2 separate regions of the Mus musculus genome follow, and region 1 is linked to region 2. A link is a contact called in public HiChIP or PLAC-seq data. All regions are on one chromosome and are shown on one strand. The core of a region is the stretch at or near the end of the contact, and the rest is flanking DNA. Distances in the headings are between cores, read along the strand shown. Region 1 has its middle 19 kb from the start of Taf8. Region 2 overlaps Aars2 (alanyl-tRNA synthetase 2, mitochondrial).

Region 1 (2,700 bases), core at 139-2,638, 2.0 Mb after region 2:
CCCTGCAGAGAGGCAGAACTACTGTAACCTGGTGGGGAACGGTCTCCTCAAAAGAAGGCAGGGGTAGAGCTCCGTGGTAGAGAGCCCTTGCCTAACAGGCTGAGGGCCTGGATTTAATCCCCAGATGAGGGAGGAAGGGAAATGAGAGGGTGGGAGTCGGACATGGTGGCATATGCCTTTAATCCCAGTACTTGGAAGGCAGAGACAGGAGGATCTCTGTGAGTTCCAGGCCAAAAGAGAGAGGGAGAGAGAATGGGACCTAGGAATGTCACTAAGTTGGTAGAGTGCTTCTGTAAGCGTGCAGGAAGCCCTGTGTTCAGTTCCATAAACTACAGTAATCCTAGAATTCGGGGGGTGGAGGTTCAAAGCCTGCCTCAACGACATCGCCAGTTTAAGGCCAAGCGGAGCTGTGAGGGTTTCTCATACATACAGTTTAGATATACTCTCCATACATTAAGACGCATAATCAATTAAGGGAAGTAAACCACAAATGGGATTAAAGGCGTGTCTCCCAAGTGCTGGGATTAAAGGCGTGCACCACCACGCCCGGCTTTGCCTTTTCTTTTTTTTAAGAACATTTCAGCTGCAGCTGTGTGTGGCTTGACCCCCAGTGCTACATAATCCCAGGATTTGTAGAGACAGAGGATCAGGGGTTCAAGGTCCTCCTCGGGGTACCTATTAGGAGGGCAGCCCAGGCTACGTGAGACTCTGTCTCAATAAAAATAAAAATAAAAAGCTGGGTGGTGGTGGCGCACGCCTTTAATCCCAGCACTTGGGAGGCAGAGGCAGGCGGATTTCTGAGTTCGAGGCCAGCCTGGTTTACAAAGTGAGTTCCAGGACAGCCAGGGCTACACAGAGAAACCCTGTCTTGAAACCCCCCTCCCCCCCCAAAAAAAGGTCCAGTTCTATAATAACAGGAAGAATAGAACATGTACTAGGAGTGTTCCATGAGCTTATGGGAAAAGTGTCGCTAGTTTGTGGTACCTCATTGGAAGCTGTAGGAGCTAAGAGTAAAGCTGGCAGTGGAGGGCTCAGTAAGGCCCAGAGCCTGGTGTGGACCCCAGCTTGCAACTCTCTGTCCTCTCTTCAAGTCCCGTTATACCAATTAAACAAAATTTTAAAAGTGTCCTGCCTGGCACTTCGGGGGTGCCCAGCTCAGGCCGTCATGACAATTGGGGTGGGCGGAGTTAGATAAGGGGGGGTAGTTACCCTCAAAAGGGCACAGAGTAGGTCTGAAGAAAGCCAGCTTCCTCTAGTCCTTTTGAGCAGCCTGGGGCTGCAAGGGTGGAGGGCCGGGGGAAGACTGCGGTGGGAGCAGGAAGCTGGGCAGCATCCCGCAGAGTCTGCCTCTCCAGCTCAGCAACAGAGGAGGGGGTGGAGTCTCCGTTGAGCCCTGAGATAAGGAACAGGCAGCAGCTGACAAGGGGATCAAAATAAACAGCTGTGCCCCGGGGAGAACAAGCTTTGCATTCCGTTCTGTGATCCCACCCCAATCCCTACTTCTCCCCCAGCCCGCCCCGCCCCCACCCGAGCACACTCGGCATCCCCGTCGGCTCTGAGGGCCTCCCCTCAGCCTTGGCTTAGCTCCTTGTGAGCTGTGTTCCCACATCAGCCCCCTCTTTAGGCAGAGGCTCTCGGGGGCCTTTCTCCAGCTGTCTGGAAGGACTGAGGACTCGAGACAGGTGGCCGGAGGTGGAAAAGAGAGGCCTCTTCCAGGGCCAGCCCCCATCTGCCAGGCTGGGCCACCCTCAGACTCTCCCCTGGGTAATCTAGGAAGGCCTGGGAAATAGAGTGGGGCTAAGCTCTGATAGCCAGGCTGGGGAGGCTGAGGCAGGAGCTGGGGTCTAGTGGTGAGAGGAGTATTCACTGGGCTGGAGACTTCTGCTCTCTGCCTCCCCAGGCACTCAGTACAGAAAGGATTGACAGTGACTTTTACGAGGGGCCGCTTTGACTGGCTTATGGGAGTTTATTCCTCAGTATAGTGCCTGAAGGTATCCTGGTCCCAGGGATCTGAGAGACTCCATAACTCCTGAGACTTCTTACTAGTGACCTTATTTCGACACACGCTAGCCTGGGGTCTAAGAGCTACAAGGAGCCACTACTTGCCCATCCCCCAGGGCTAGGCCGGCTCCTGGGGCCACCATGAGTAGCAATTAGCACCCCTTCTTCAAGATACCCCCATAAGCAGTCCCAGTCCGAAGAATGCAGGGTTTCAGGAAGGCCCTGGGCCACATCAGGAAGTGTCTTCATTGTCCTGAAGAAGGTTTGATGACTTCTGTGTTCCTGAGCCTGGATGTGGCTTCTAGCCTGGTTGTCCAAGGGTCAGATGCAGGGGCCTGCAGGGTGGTGTTAGCTTTGAGATACATCGGGAGTCTTAGCTGCTGGCAGGAAGTTGGCTCAATGGGAACACACGCAGAAGGGTCACCTGCTTCTTGCTGGCACGCTCCCAAACCTCTGTACTCAACTGACTCCTTGAGGCCCCCAAGACCCTCCAAGATACTATGTGTTTGACAGATTCTAGGCATATCCTCACTTATGTAGCCACCCTGACCCCTGAACAGTGGTTTGAATAAATGAATGCCCCAGAGAGCTAGGGGCAGCCGCTTGTGTATAAGAATCTCGGGATAGGAGCGGTACATCCTAAGGCCTCTATGGAACCCGGCTACGTTTTAGGAAGCTGCAGTATATTCAGGCCCAGAA
Region 2 (2,700 bases), core at 12-2,511:
GAACAGCTCTTGTGTTTTGAAGAAACTAGGATTTCTGGGAGTTTTCTCACAAGTGCAGAGAATTCTCACAGGATGTCCATTCTTGGGCAGCAGGCGTTCCTACAGGATGTGGTGGTCAGTTTTATGGCTGTGAACAAGCATGCACCTGGGCCAGGTCAGGCAGGCCCAACACCTGTGGCTACTCTCCTGCCTTACAGAGCTGCGGGGCTCCCCCTTACTCTGGCCGGGTAGGGGCAGCAGATGAGGGACGGATAGACACAGCGTACCGAGTGGTAGCCGATCACATCCGCACACTCAGTGTCTGCATTGCTGACGGTGTCTCCCCGGGGATGTCAGGTGCCCCGTGAGTCTGGAAGGGCAGGGCTGGGAGGGGGGAAATGGGGAGGTGAAGTCAGGTCAAGAGCTCAGAGGGAATAGGCGAGCACCCCACTCCCCGTATTGCTGGCTGGATGATGCTAGGCGGTCACGTCTGTGCTCTGAAACCCTCCAGGCTAGTTCTCCGTCGGATTCTCCGCCGAGCTGTGCGCTATTCCACAGAGGTCTTGCAGGCACCTCCTGGCTTTCTAGGCAGCCTGGTGCCAGTGGTGGTAGAGACACTGGTAAGTACAGAACCTCCTCCTTTCTGCAGGCCTTCTGAGCCCTTGGGAGCCTACCACTGAGCCCCAGCTGTGTCCCACCCTCACTGTCCAGTCCTGCACCCCGTCAAGGAGGCTGAGAGAGCTGGTCTTGCTCACAAAAAGCAGGGAGACCTTGGAAGGACGTTCATTCAGGGTGCTGGACCTTTGACCTCAGGGTTCCCTTCCACTTATATGCCTGCCCCACTGGGAAGTCACTTCCTTATTTGAGTCCCTCCCCAGTTCTCAAAGCATCTGAGCCCCCTGGGCGGGTGTCCCTTGATGCCGGTAAGGAGGAAGGGTGGGCTGTTTATCTCTTCTCTCCCACACCCCCAGGGATCTGCTTATCCAGAACTTGAGAAGAACTCAGTCAAGGTATTGATTGAGGTGGGGAGGGTGGGTGGGGGTGGGGAGGCTGCCCGAGAGCTGTAGGGAGAAGCCCGTCGTCTCCAAGGAAACCCAGATCCACTCCCTGCCCTGCCTCGGTTCAGATAGCCAGCCTGGTGTCAGAGGATGAGGCAGCCTTCCTGGCCTCCCTGCAGCGGGGCCGGCGGATCATCGATCGCACCGTCAAGCGCCTGGGCCCTTCTGATTTGTTCCCTGGTGAGTTGGGAGCCTGGCCAAAGCAAAGGGATTCTCAGGCTCGCCAGGGTGAGCGGAGGCCCAGAGCTTTTGGCCTACCAAGGACTTCAGACTCACACACCCCGCCCCCAGTCCCCAGCTTCTGCCGGAAGTTTCTCCCAGTTGCTTTAAACCTGAGCACCACAGGAACCCTGCCCTGCCACCCCCTCTCCTAACCACCCACCCACCCAGCCCTTGTTACCAAAGTCAGCTTCATGCTTAAACCGAGACCACCAAAATGCATTGAGTTCTCATCTTTATCTGACCTTGGAACCCGAAGTTTCAAAGTTTCAAGATGGCGCCTCACACACTAGAGGGGTTCGTGTGACTGAAAAAAAACCCTAAGCTGGCTTACTTCCTTCTCTTCCCTTTGATCTGCCACTCCCACCCTCAACCCTCTGCTCTGTGTCCTCAGCCGAAGTGGCCTGGTCATTGTCGCTGTCTGGGAATCTGGGGATTCCCCTGGACCTGGTGGAGCTGATGCTGGAGGAGAAGGGGGTGAAGCTGGACACGGCAGGACTGGAGCAGCTAGCCCAGAAGGAGGCTCAGGTACAGGCCGCCAGGCTCGGCAGTGACCCGGCCATTCCTCCCTCAGCCCTTAGAGGTAAGGAGACAGAACCACGGGCCCTGCTCGGTCTGTAGAGAGGAGCATCAGCCCCAGTGACCAAACAGAAGGAGAAGAAAGGGCCAGGGGTGCTTGTGGGCAAAGAGACCTGACCCTGAGGCGCCTGTCCTGTCTAGTTTACTAGCCACCTAAGATAGCTCTCTAGAGGCCAGCAAACCCCCTTAGGTCTCATTCCACGCAAGCTGCAGGGTCCACAGAGACAGGGCTTTCAAAGGCTCAAGTCCTATCCCATGGAGTTCTCTGTGCACCTGACACCCCCTCAACACCTCCCTGCCACCCACACACGATTGTATTGCAGCACCGGGCCCAGCAAGCAGAGGCAGATCAGGAGGACCGATTGTGTCTTGATGTCCACGCACTGGAGGAGCTGCACCGTCAAGGCATACCCACAACTGATGACAGCCCCAAGTATAACTACACTCTTCACCCCAACGGGGATTATGGTGAGAACCTAGACCCAGGCTGGTAGGCACAAGCTTACCTGACCTTGACTGGGAAGGAGAGAAATGATAGCTACCAGCCTCTTGCATTGCCCAAAGTATCCAGCAGGGGTCACTACCTCCTTCATCTGGAAATGCCTTCTCCTTCACCCTCTAAAGCCTCATCCCAAACCCATCATCACATCCCCGGGGCCCTAACACTGATAAATCCTTCTGCTTCTGGCAGAGTTTGGCCTCTGTGAGGCCCGGGTGTTACAGCTGTATTCAGAGACTGGGACAGCCGTGGCCTCCGTGGGAGCAGGCCAGCGCTGTGGCCTCCTATTAGATAGAACCAACTTCTACGCTGAACAAGGGGGTCAGGCTTCAGACCGAGGCTACCTTGTCCGTACAGGGCAGCAGG

Evidence for each region. HiChIP or PLAC-seq counts read pairs in DNA pulled down with a chosen protein or histone mark.
Region 1: a contact with region 2 is called in an H3K27ac HiChIP or PLAC-seq map of embryonic stem cells, with 5 times the contacts expected there. The contact joins two enhancer-like sites. A contact is called at or near these places in 2 of 39 promoter capture datasets (hippocampal neurons and liver) and 1 of 115 datasets of contacts at active chromatin or transcription factors (embryonic stem cells).

The regions. Positions count from the first base shown.
Region 1 is chr17:47,520,398-47,523,097 of GRCm38.p6, forward strand. It overlaps a transcript of Ccnd3 not described here. Among named protein-coding and RNA genes, the nearest start is that of Taf8, 19 kb to the left of the region's middle. RefSeq lists an enhancer at 388-2,700. Within about 2 kb of position 1,389, at least 283 of the 459 cell types and tissues checked have an H3K27ac peak or open chromatin away from gene starts, as enhancers often do. A contact at or near this core is called in embryonic stem cells and liver, where this site is marked.
Region 2 is chr17:45,514,295-45,516,994 of GRCm38.p6, forward strand. It overlaps Aars2 (alanyl-tRNA synthetase 2, mitochondrial), which reads left to right. Exons shown (of 22, transcript NM_198608.2): 6 at 198-343; 7 at 491-599; 8 at 951-989; 9 at 1,106-1,217; 10 at 1,651-1,784; 11 at 2,159-2,303; 12 at 2,527-2,699. Among named protein-coding and RNA genes, the nearest start is that of Tcte1, 7.8 kb to the right of the region's middle. Within about 2 kb of position 1,262, at least 31 of the 459 cell types and tissues checked have an H3K27ac peak or open chromatin away from gene starts, as enhancers often do. A contact at or near this core is called in embryonic stem cells and liver, where this site is marked.